Regions from separate parts of the Muntiacus reevesi genome. Here region 1 is linked to region 2. A link is a contact called in public Hi-C data. All regions are on one chromosome and are shown on one strand. Each heading gives the region's core, a stretch centred on a gene start, on an enhancer-like site or on the middle of the called end of the contact. The rest is flanking DNA. Distances are from core to core; before and after follow the strand shown.

Evidence for each region. A called contact is a pair of places that touch in the nucleus more often than the background predicts.
Region 1: a Hi-C map of blood shows a contact between it and region 2, with 3 times the contacts expected there. The contact joins the promoter of GLCCI1 here to the promoter of UMAD1 in region 2. A contact is called at or near these places in 2 of 3 Hi-C or Micro-C datasets (blood and muscle).

The regions. Positions count from the first base shown.
Region 1 is chr6:15,302,457-15,308,616 of mMunRee1.1, reverse strand. It overlaps GLCCI1 (glucocorticoid induced 1), which reads right to left and starts at 3,290. Exons shown (of 8, transcript XM_065939071.1): 1 at 2,738-3,290. The coding sequence starts at 3,191.
Region 2 is chr6:14,949,041-14,955,117 of mMunRee1.1, reverse strand. It overlaps UMAD1 (UBAP1-MVB12-associated (UMA) domain containing 1), which reads right to left and starts at 4,797. Exons shown (of 6, transcript XM_065939072.1): 1 at 4,680-4,797. RPA3 (replication protein A3) reads left to right here and starts at 5,018. Exons shown (of 4, transcript XM_065939054.1): 1 at 5,018-5,202. The coding sequence starts at 5,104.

The DNA.
Region 1 (6,160 bases), core at 2,041-4,540, 360 kb before region 2:
ACTTCTTGGTAAAACAACTACAAAGAAAACTGTTTACAGCTTCTGTATTTTCTTCCATAACCACCAGTCCAGAAAAAAAAAAATACCAAATGCTGTTATGTCACCTCTAGTCCAAATGCTCATAGCACTTGAAGCTTTTTGTAAACAATATGCCTCTATACTAAATACCTATCCCTGAGCCACTAGCTACCTAATTTAACATTTTAAATGTAGTTTTAAATGCAACATAATACACACACACACACACACACACACACACACACACACACACAGGAGTGTGCAGAAAGGGAAGGAGGTGGAAAGCAAGAAAGGGAGCATGCTGTTGTTTTCCATTCATGCAGTATAGTGATGTCAGTGTCTGCAGCGGCAGCAGCAGCGGGAGGAGCCTTGACCTGTGGAGGCTAAAATCCACTGAAGTCAGAACCATGCAGAATTCAAAAGAAACTGAGTAGATAATCGTTTGAAAAAATTGTTCCACTGTTCATAGTATGAATTTTAAATAGCAAAGTAAACAGCAAAGATGAGCTCTATAGTTTTAACTTGAGTAGAGAGGAGCAAGGCGGGATGTGGAGACGTAACATAAAGGTAATACCATCAGGGAACTGGGGGCAGAAGAGCCTACATTCCAAATCACTTCAATGTAAGAAAATGACAAACACTTGATGTTAAAAACAACAGAAAGGCCTCTTCTGGTCCCTGTACAAGCTCTCTGATGATGCAAATCTGTCTCCTGCACAACCAGACTTAAGAGAAGTGTTTTCATCATGATTGTGTTAAAATTGCATTAAACTCAAGATGTGCCGTACTACAACAAAGAGGACAGGTTAAGTCTGGCCACACATTTTATTATAACTACTTGATGATGGACCTTGTAATTCCTAAGCAATTAAGACCTTTGAAAGATGCAGAAAAAGCAAGTTGTATATTGTAAGATGTTAGTGGTTATCAGCAAAAGGGGAGGAGGTACTAGATGGCCATCATATTATTGCAGCAATTGCTGAAACTACTCTTACTATGTCCACAAAACCCTCTGGACAGAATCTTTCTGCAGGGTTTATTCTATGACTCTCATATTAGTCCTTAAAAGAAAGACCCCAAACCCAATGGCTGTACTGTTGAAACTAAATCACTCAAAAATGTATGTAACTGCCGCCTTCTTTTCATTCTGTTACCTTTCATTTCATACCGTTCTAGAAAATGAGCAAGGGAGTCGCATATGGCATTAATCTGTTAGAAAATGGTGGCCTTTTCTATGAAATACAGCCAAAGATGTGTGTTCAGTTGTGGTCATTATGAGGGCGATCACGTTGTTTTCATTCATTCATTCAGGATTTGCTGGAGGATGTCAGCTTCTGCAGCTGGCTTGACCTGGGGGAGGAGTAGGGGAGCAAATTCCTTCTGGTGCATACAGATTACAGGATGTGTTTCTTGGTGCTCCCGTACACATACCACTGCACTACATCCTACCCTGGCTTCACCATCAAGTGGTCTGAAAACAAGGGCCTTAGCAACATGCAAATCACGGGTCTGAAATATTAAAACAAAAACACCCAAACTGCAGTCTATCTTAACACAATCACTTTCTCCAGGTCTAAGACCCTCATCGAAAAAACTCCATTAAAAAAATTCCACATACCTTACAAAACACCATACAGAGCTCCACAATGTTTTCCTCCCAAGCAGAGATTTTTCCACTGTTACCGGTATGATAGGTTCTCTCCACAATGCAGAAGCAGCAGCAGCAGCATCTGTATCCCTAACCCGGCATCTAATCACATGAGCTACTACCCCCTCTCCCTTATGAGCTTTACATCCCTGTTTTGGCTTATCTCCCTCTTCTCCCCCAGGACTCAACTAGATCATGCACTATGATGTCCCTAGAGATAAACCAAACCACACCAAAACACAAAACATTAAGGGAAGCCGACAGCATCCACCAGGTCTCCACTGCCTTTGACAACTAACAGAAAAGAAACTCGAGATCCTTTAACAGCTCAACTGAACTGTTAAGTGTACTTACAAATGGAAGGGAAAAAGTGAGCACACTCCACAAATAGGTCCTTAGAAATTTACCATGCAAGTCTTGAGTTGGGCATAAACTGTTCTCAGTGCAGTACTGAGTATTGCCCGGATGCATATGACTATATAAAGTAGAGAAAAGAAGACCAAAAAAAAAAAAAAAACCCCAAACACTATACACTTCAATTGCACATCCAAAACTGTCCCCTCTACACACCCAACAGGATATCCTTACATCATAACCAGTGCCTCCACCCCTCCAAAAAAGAAAAAAATTACCCCGGTAGGCACAGACACATTATGGGAACTTTGTAGGAAAGCACAAAGAGGCTGTAGAGATTACAACCACCACCTTATCTGCTGCCCGAGTTGGTGCGCGTGTTTTTTTTAAGTGTTTCGCCCAGCTCCTCCTTCCCCCACTACAAACAGCAAACACAGGAGTGAGCTAATCAGCTCTTAAACTGAAAAACCTTTCGAGGCAGGCGTGTGATGGTAGATAAAAGCTGAAGGGGCGGCAGAAGGGTCAAATAAAAGTTGCTCTGCAGTCCGCTCCTCCGAGCCCCGCAGCGACCGCAGGGGGGTGAGGTTCCCAAAGCCACTTTCACACCTTCGATAACGCACTAGCAAAGAGAAGCCCGGAGAGGCTGAAGTTTCCACCGAGGGCACCGTCGGGGAAGGGAGACGCAGCCCGGGAGGACGGAAGGGTTGGGCTCGCTACCTCTGCAGACGGGCGAGCCGGGGCTCCGTCGCTCAGGTGAGTTGCTCCTCCGGTGGCTCTCGGGGGACCGTCTCGAGCGGCCCTTGGCCCGCGGCGCCTGCTCGGTTGGGGCCGCGGCCGGCGGCGGCGTCGGGCTGGGCGGGCTGGGGCCGCGGGCCGCACCGGGCCCCGGGAGGCTGCCCAGCGAGGCGGCGGCGGCGGCGGCGGGCGGGCGCGTGGGACTGTGCTGGCTGCCCCGCAGGAGTTGGTAGGGCACCGTGGCGCGGATGGGCTGCAGCAGCCGGCCGGCTCCCGCAGCTGGGGCGCAGCCCACACCGCCGCCGCCGCCGCCTGCACCGTTCCCGCTGCCGGTGGCTGGGGCGGCGGGCGGGGAACCCGCGGCGCTGCGCCGCATCCTCTGCGGCGGGGGATGAGGGGTCTGAGAGGAACTGGAAGAGGAGGCGGCAGTGGACATGGTGGCTCCGCGGGCCCGGGACGACGCCGGCCGACACCGAGGCGCGGAGCGGGAGGCGCGCGAGCGTGTGGGAGCCGGCGCGATAGTGCGTGCGAGTGTGTAAGGGGGAGGGGCGGGGGGATCGGGGAGGGGGAGGAGTCTCCCGGCTCCCCCTTCCCAACGCGCACCCCCGCCGCCTCGGCGAGGGGGGGAGGGGAAAGCTGCGAAAACAAACGTCCAACGGCCCCAACCGCCCGGCCGGGCTCGCTGTGGCGGTCACGGCCGGGGCCGCAAGGAGCCCGAAGCCGCCGCCGCCGCCGCCGCCCCGGGCATCGCGCTGACAGGGGAGAGGGGCAACCGGCCGGATCACGCCGACTCGCGGGGCTGCACGCGCGGGAGAGACCGGTAGCTGCAGAGGGCCTGGACCCCTGCTTCTGGGGACCCGGGTAGGGGGAAAGGGGCCTCGAGGTGCCCGACTCTCCGCGGAGCCGCGCCACCGCAAACGCCGCCGCCGCTGCTTCTGCCCGCTCCTCACTCCAAATGGCAACTAACCCCCTAGCCCGTACCCCGCCCCCGGCACCGCCTCCCGGCGCTCGGGACCGGCAGCTGCCGCAACGAGCATTCCCATTGGCTCCGTCCTTCTCCACCAGCGCTCTCGTGATTGGTTTCAGTGTAGGAGTGAAAGGAGCAACTGCCAATGAAAGTGGGTGTCCTACTCTGGAGGCGGGACATGAAGGGGTGCAAGAGGGAGGAGGGGGCTGTGCGCGCAAGGAGGGGCGTGAGAGTTGACAGCCTTTGAGGTGAGAGGGGGACTTTGATTGGGCTGCCTTGGGAGAGTGGGTCCCTACGTGTCCTGCCCCAACACCCACAGACACGCGTACACCCGAGGAAGCAGGTTACGAGGGCTCCACCATCCCGGGCCGATTGTACAATATGAGACAGAGGATACATCAGACAAACTTGACTTTGCAAGTACACCTGTTCTGATAGTGGGATGTTTTAGAAGAATCCATCCCTTTCTCTCTAACTTTAGTAATCCGAGGTTTTGTGGCGAGCAGACTAATTAAAAGAACTTCGGGCCATCAGAAGAAACGTGTGGAAGTTGGATTGAACACTGAGTGGATACTTTTACAGTTAACCTATGGAGTGAAAAGAGTTAGTCAAATCTTTTGTTCTAAGATAATAACTCGGAATTGCAAGAGTTAATAAGGAATTAAGTACATTAATGGAGGGCAGGCACCCTGTTGTCTTTCCCAGAAGTAGATGCCCTCTTGGGAGAAATAAGTACCAGACTTGATGTAGCAATACATTTCTGTGGTAAATTTCGTTTTTATTCTGCAGTTAATCTGAAGGGATACAAAGATTTTATATGACTACCAGGAACCTAAGTTTACCCCAAAATGTTCCTGCTTAAACCTTAAGCAGGAACAATTGATTGATGGGTCTACATCAGATAACCTCCCTTAGTTTCCATGAGATAAGAAAAGCATGACTGGCAGGTCAGATTGGTCTACTCTTGGTGTCTACCCACAGTGACAAGCTTCCTCTGATTTTAGGCACTAAATGCAGGGATCAGTTTCACTTAGAGGGGCCATCCTTCTCAGCTTCCTTGTGTCCTCAGAAAAGAAAGCATACCCAGTTCTGTTAAAAAGTGGATGAAACCCACTTTTTCTGTAAAAATGCAAGAATTGCACCCATTAAGACTAGTGATAGTTCCTCACTTTATCACATACTAGAATATTAGTGAACATTTATTGAACATTTCATGTTTTGGCCATTGTTCTAAGACTGTTTATGTGCTAACTCCTTCAATCCTTCTATAATCCACAATGTAGATACTATTATTATCCCCACTGTGTTCACAAACGTTTGCTTTCCAGAATAATATATTAATTATGAATACAGTAAAAAATTTACTCTTTCAAATTTAGTATAATTGACCTACTGTAGTGTTTTTTTCCATCTAAAATAAAAGATTTCCTCATTCATTAGGAAATTGCATTCCTTCATGAGGAAAAAGAATGATAAATGCTTCTTTCTGATGACTTTTTTGGAATGTCAAGAACAAAAATTGACAGATTAAAATAAATAAAGTTTTTTTTTTTAAATTGCTGGTAAATATCCAAGTTGTTGATGTGATTATAGCATGGTTTCATTATAGAAATGTTATCTCTGGAAACAAGCTCAACACTTTAGATTACAATAATTCTAAATTTATACCAAGCCACAGTCATAATGATCAATAGCTCAGTTCAGTTCAGTCGCTCAGTCGTGTCCAACTCTTTGCGACCCCATGGACTGCAGCACACCAGGTTTCCCTGTCCATCACCAACTGCCAGAGCTTACTCAGACTCATGTCCATAGAGTCAGTGATGCCATCCAACCATCTCATCCTTGGTTGTCCCCTTCTCCTTATGCCCTCAACCTTTCCCAGCCTCAGGGTCTTTTCCAATCAATACTTGATTTGGATCTAAAACAACATACCTTTTAAAGGCTATCTGTATCTGTTCAAAACTATCATACCAACTTAAATATCCAAAACAAATCTAAATGACACACAAAGAGAACTAGTATGATCTTAAAATACTATTTTTAGTTGCTGATAAGTCATCAAGTCATCTTGACCTATTTGGATGTTCAGTCACCTCTCTACTAAAGATACCTTGGTCATCTCTTAAACCTTTCTTCTCATGAAATAAATATTGATCTTTATGTGTAAGGAATTGAGTCTCTAAACAAATGAAAGTTGGGCTAACATAAACTAAACCCAGTATCTGCTTTCAAATGTCCACTTGTTGAGGTCTTAATAGTATTTTCTTCTTAGTGAGGATGGGAGTGGTCTCCATGGGTATAAATTTAAGTTTTAGGAAAACATACTCCCCAGTAATTTGGAAACCCCTTAGAAGGAAGTGTGAATTTCTCGGCTAGAAGAGCATGGTTGTTATCAGATTGTGCTAGGTATGGAATGCATACACCCAGTATGGATTATC
Region 2 (6,077 bases), core at 3,548-6,047:
CATGGCTGGTGGGAATGTAAACTGGTGAAGCCACTATGAAAAACAGTACAGAGGGTCCTTAAAAAACCAAATTAAAATTATCAAAAGATCCAGAAATCCCACTCCTGAGCATCTATCCAGAAAAGATGAAAACTTTAGTTCGAAAAGATACATGCACACCAATGTTCATAGCACCACTATTTATAATAATAAAGACATGGAAGCAACCCAAGGGCCCGTAAACAGATGACTGGCTTAAAAAGAGGTAGTGTGTGTATGCACATTCATGGTCGACTAGCACTCAGTCATAAAAAAAAGAATGAAATAGTGCCACTTGAAGCAACACAGATGGATCTAAAGAATATTACACTCAGTGAAGTCAGACAGAGAAAGACAAATACTATATGACATCACTCGTATGTAGAATCTAAAAAATAATCTAAAATTATATATACAAAACAGAAACAGACTCACAAGCACAGAAAATGAACTTATGGTTAACAAAGGGGAGAAGGGAGTGAGCCGGGATAAATTAGAAATATGGGCTTAACAGATGCAACAGAGATTTACTGTATAGCACAGGGAACTATGGGCTTCTGTGGTGGTTCAGACAGTAAAGAATTCACCTGCAATGCAGGAGACCTGGGTTTGATCCCTGGGTTGGGAAGATCCCCTGGAGGAGGGAATGGCAACTCACTCCAGTACTCTTGCCTGGAGAATCCCGTGGACAGAGGCGCCATGGGGTCGGCAAAGAGTCAGACATGACTGAGCGCCCAAGCACATACATACAGAGGGAACCGTATTTAGTATCTTGCAGTAACTTACAACGGAAAAGATTCTGAAAACAATATAAAACTGAGTCACTTTGTACATCTGAAACTAACAATACTGTAAATCAAGTATACAACTACAATTAAAAAAAAAAAAATGAAAAGAATCCAGCTTCCAACATTTGGGAAATTCTGTCCGAATGGAAGCCTACTGGTTAAAGCAGCATATTGTTGGGGAGGAACTGCTGAAGCCCACAGGCTGGCATCAACTTATTCGCCAGAGACATTAATATGCCTTTTGTTACCTGAATATTATTGACTGGAGATGTTTCAATATTTACTTACATAAATCACCAGCCACAGACATTAGTTTCTACAAAAATCGCCTTGTCAGTAATGTGCTATCAACCTGCTCCCCTTTGAGCTAAGACTGACCAGGTCAGCTCTCCAATAAGCGACCAAAGAGAGGAGGAAATGAACACTCAAGTCTTGCCTCCCTCAGGTGAAGTATAGGACAGAAAAAGACACAACAAAGAAAATTTAACCCAAAGAAAGCCGGTGTATCAACAGTATTAGCAACAAAATTAACTTTAAGGCAAAAAGAATGATTTGAAATTGTCACCACTTCATTGCACCATTTTCCTTCATAATCTTCATCTGTATGTACTGAAAAACACATCTTCAAAAATATATAACACAAGTTGTCAGAAGTTCAAGCAGAAACTGCCAATGCTACCATATGCAATTATCTCTATAATTGAGACATTAATCAAACAAAAGTTGAAAGAGCTGAACACTGCAATTAACAAGCTTGATCCAGTAACTGGAAAACACAAATTTTTCCCAAGAATGCATGAATCCTTTGCAAAAAGCTGTCCATATACTTCATAAGTCTTAAAGCAAGCCTCATACTTTCACAGTATCAGACAGACCATACCATTTGAGGATAATGCAATTACACTACAAATTAACAACAAAACTACTTTAATAAGTAAAACCTTTATGTGTGTGTTCAGCTGCTCAGCTGTATCGACCTCTTTGAGACCCTTTGGACTATAGCCCACCCGGCTCCTCTGTCCATGTGATTCTTCAGGCAAGAATACTGGAGTGGGTTGTCACTTCCTCCTTCAGGGATGGAACCCAAGTCTCCCTCATTGGAAGCAGATTCTTTACCACTGAGCCACCAAGGAAGCCCTAAATCTATATATTTGGAAACAAAAACAACCCTTGAGTCAGAGAGTATGTAAGACACTAGAAAATACTTGGAACTTACTGAAATCTACTTAGGAACATTTGTGGGATACGCTCAAGGCGGCAGGTACAGTTCATTATGGGCTTCCCTGGTGACTCAATGATAAAGAATTCACCTGCCAATGTTAAAATATGTGGGTTAGATCCCTGGGTCAGAAGATTCCCTGGAGGGGAAATGGCAACCCTCTCCAGGATTCTTGCCTGGGAAACCTGGTAGACAGAGAAGCCTGGTGGGCTACAGCCCATGGGGTCACAAGAGAGTCAGACCTAAGAACTAAACAACAATAGAAGATAACTATACCAAACCCAGAATGTTTTACAGGTGAGTTCTTCCTAACATCAAAAAAAAGGTGTCTCCAGTTTTACATAAAACCCTAGAGAATACAGAAAACATTCCACAACTCATTTCATGAGACTACTGTAACGCTAATATTAAATAATACCAAAATCTCTCAAAGACTACACAAGAAAGAAAAACTACAGGCCAATCTCATTCATGAACATGAATGCAAAAATCATTTTAAACAAAATAATAGCAAATCAAACCCAAGAATACAGAATAAAAGATAATGTATCATAAACAAGTTGTATTTCTTCCAGGAATGCAAATGTTATTCAACACTGAAAATATATTCAATCATCTCAACACACACAAAAAAATTCATTTGATCAAATTCCACAATCACTTGATTAAAACTCTTATCAAACTAGGAATAGAAGGAAAAGTCTCTAACCTTAGAAAGTCAAGTTGTGAAGGACTTCCAGAAAGGCTCTTTAAAGGGAGCTGAGTCCATGAAGACAGATCTTTGTGTGTCCACTTCTTTGAATTTGGAATAGGGACTACATGGCTAATTTCCCAACACCTACTCTGGCCTATGAGATGATGTGGATCAACTGGAATTCTCCTACACTCCTGACAGGAGGATAAATTGGTACCACACTGTTTAGAAACAGCTACATATATGATAAAACTATATAGAAAACAAGGGTGCTTAACACAAATTTCGAGATAGTGTTTATTTCTAGTTGGGTGGGAGAAGGACTTCAACTGAGGAAGTGACAACCCCTAACTGATAAAGTTCCATTTCTTTAGCTAAATGAGAGGTCCAATTGAATTCATTTCATTTCTCTGGAAACTATACATATCAGTTGGATATACTCTTCTCTGTGCATGAGGTATTACACAATACATTTTAAGTGAATGAAAAAATATCCAAAAAGCTATTTGAAAGTATCTTCTTGTTCATCTCCCTGTTTAAAAAAGAACTGCTCTTGGTAGGTAAAAGTTTTTTTTTTTTTCACTGCTATAAAAGTGCTATTGAGATCTGGCACATTAGTGGCTACTCTTTTTAAAAAAAATTGTTATTAAAGACATTCATGTGTACTCCTCCCTATATAATGCAATCAACTTGGTTTCCAAACATCACTGAAGTGCAAAAGATGTGAAGGCTTTGCAGACTCTACCGACTTGCACCAAAGATAACCACTTTCTTATATACCAACTGACATGTACCCTATTCCTGCTAAAGAAATCTTTTAAACTTGTCTTAGTAACAGCAACATTAAAAAGGAAGAACACGTACATAGACACTAAGTTCCCAAATAAACAGAGAGGCAAACTATCCTTTAATTAAGATATTAGATTTCCATCTTAAAGTGCTGTGTGACATCTCAAACAGCATCTTCTTAGCTTAAGGCAACTGTGGGACTAAACTGGAGACCCTAAATAGATACCCGAATGGTTTTAGGCTAATTTATGGATTCGGTTTCCTAAAAAATAATAATATCCCCCCCCCCCCAAAAAAATTCTCCAACTTCTGGAGCACCCGTGGCAAGTAATTTTATGAGCACTCATTCTGGAATATCCCTGACAAGGCAGGTACCAAATCCTGTAGGGTAAAGCCTCGAAAATCAACAGCGACACAAGCCAACAACAGAGTCAAGAATTCCACCCTCCCCAAATCTCCTGGAAACAGGTTGTCTTTCACACGTGATCTCCCCTGCAGAATCCCGAGGTGTGAAAAGCAATAGGGAAAATTACTGGGAATTCAGAAAAAAAGAGTCCGTAAATCATAGGGACAAAAGTTAAATCAGCTGGGACCTTGCAATTAAAGTTATTTAACCTCATTCTGCGGAGAGGGAAATCGTGTCCGGGGAAGAAGAGCACCTGCTAAGATCCAAGAGTCATTTGAATCCATCTCCTCTCAGTCCAGTGACCGTTCCCTCACCCACTCCCAAACGCTTCAATTCGCTCATGACACGGAGGTGAGGTGAGAAAACCCGCACCTCCAGTGTGGCCAGACTGTCGGGACCAGAAAGGGTCGCGCGGCCCCTCCTCTCACAGGTGGTGAAACACGTTACAAAGTGACGCAGCTAGGGCAGAAAATCAACGACCCTCTGCCACCGAGCTGCAGGAGCTCCCCGGAGGCGATGAAAATCACTGGGGACCCCACTTCCTAGCTCTAGGAGAGAGAGGGTCAAAATGAAACGGGCTCCCTAGATTTCGGCAAGAACCCCGCGTTTCCCATGCAGGAGAACTGGGGAAACGCAGACAGCTAGTGGCGCAGCTCCGAAACGCCAAGGAGGGACAGGCACCGATTCCCGCCTCTCTCCTCCGCATCCGTCCGTGGGGAGAAACGGCAACCGTGAGGATGCGGCGACTCCCGCGAGAAGAGGTACCTGATGCTCGCGCCGCAGCCCCCCGTCGTACCGGAACCGGAGCCCGCCACCTTGCTTCCGGGGTTCAGCCGCAGCAAGGACTGAGGTCTCAGGAGGGAGCCTCAGCCCCGCCCCTTCCAAGCCCCGCCCCTTCCAAGCCCTGCCCCTACGCGCGCCTAGCAGAGGACCCGGGTGACTTCCGGGACGCCGCGCGTCACTAAGCAGCCGATCCCCACTTCCGGACGCATCCTTGCCTTCCTCGCCGTCCCAGACTGCGCGAGTGCTGTCGAGATATCGGCACGTGTGATTGGCTGAGCGAGAATGCTGGTCTCCGCCGATTGGATCCGCCCCGTAGACGAGGGGATCCGCCCCGTAGACGTCGGCGGGGAGCACAGTCTCAGTGGTCCGCTTGTTTCCCGCCGGTTGCCCGCCTTGCGTTGCAATCATGGTTGACGTGATGGAGTCGCCCAAGGCGCGCATCAACGCCAGCATGCTAGCTCAGTTCATCGACCAGCCGGTCTGCTTCGTAGGGAGGCTGGAGAAGGTGCGCGCGCTCACCGCCCTGGGCTTTTTGGCGGGAGGGACCCCGTGGCCGTGGGGCTGGCCTCCCCAGAGTAGGTAACGGAGGGTGGAAGAGAGAAAGTCATATAGCATCTCTGCGCCCCGGTTTGCTTTATTTCTCGCAAGGGAACTTTTTGCACACTTTTTGACCATTGCAGCCCTATTTTTGGCTCTTAGCGCGCGGAATCGCGAAGTTGAAGGCGTTCGGTTCTAGGGTCCCGCCCTCGTTTTTTACTGGAAATTATAAACAAAACTCCATCCGTTTTCTGTTAGCCGGCCTTGACAGCTAGTCCACTTTTCTTGTTTCCTTCCTTTCTGCTGTTTCCTCTTTTCTCAAACAGCGTTTTATCGTTGAAGTCGCTTTTCTGTAAAACATTGTTTGATTGTATGTTACTAATCCAGTGCCAGTTTATCTTACCCAAGTGTTAAGAGCGCAGCCCCTCATCCTACTGGTGAGAAACAGGCCCAAAGGCTCAGAATTTGGGAGCCGAGAAAACTTTTATATGAAAGCTTACTTACTAGTTTATTTCAGTCACATTATCTTCTTGCAATAGGTGTATTTGGACTTCACAGTTATGGAAATTGGGTAAGAGTGGCATCTGGTTAAAAAGTGCTTAAGGCCACAGCAAGTAGCAAAGCTAGCATGCATACCAGATCTGACTGCACTCTTTGCAACTGTCTCGCGGGAGTAGAACCCAGGTGTTCTAATAACCAGTTTCTCTTTACTTTCCTCATGTCTAATTTTTAAAAACATAACCTCTGTGGGATATATACTGTTTAAATCATGGATGCCAGTAGATCTCACTTTTAGATAATAAGAACCCTCCTTAATTTGTTCTTATTTCTAATTTGTTCTTA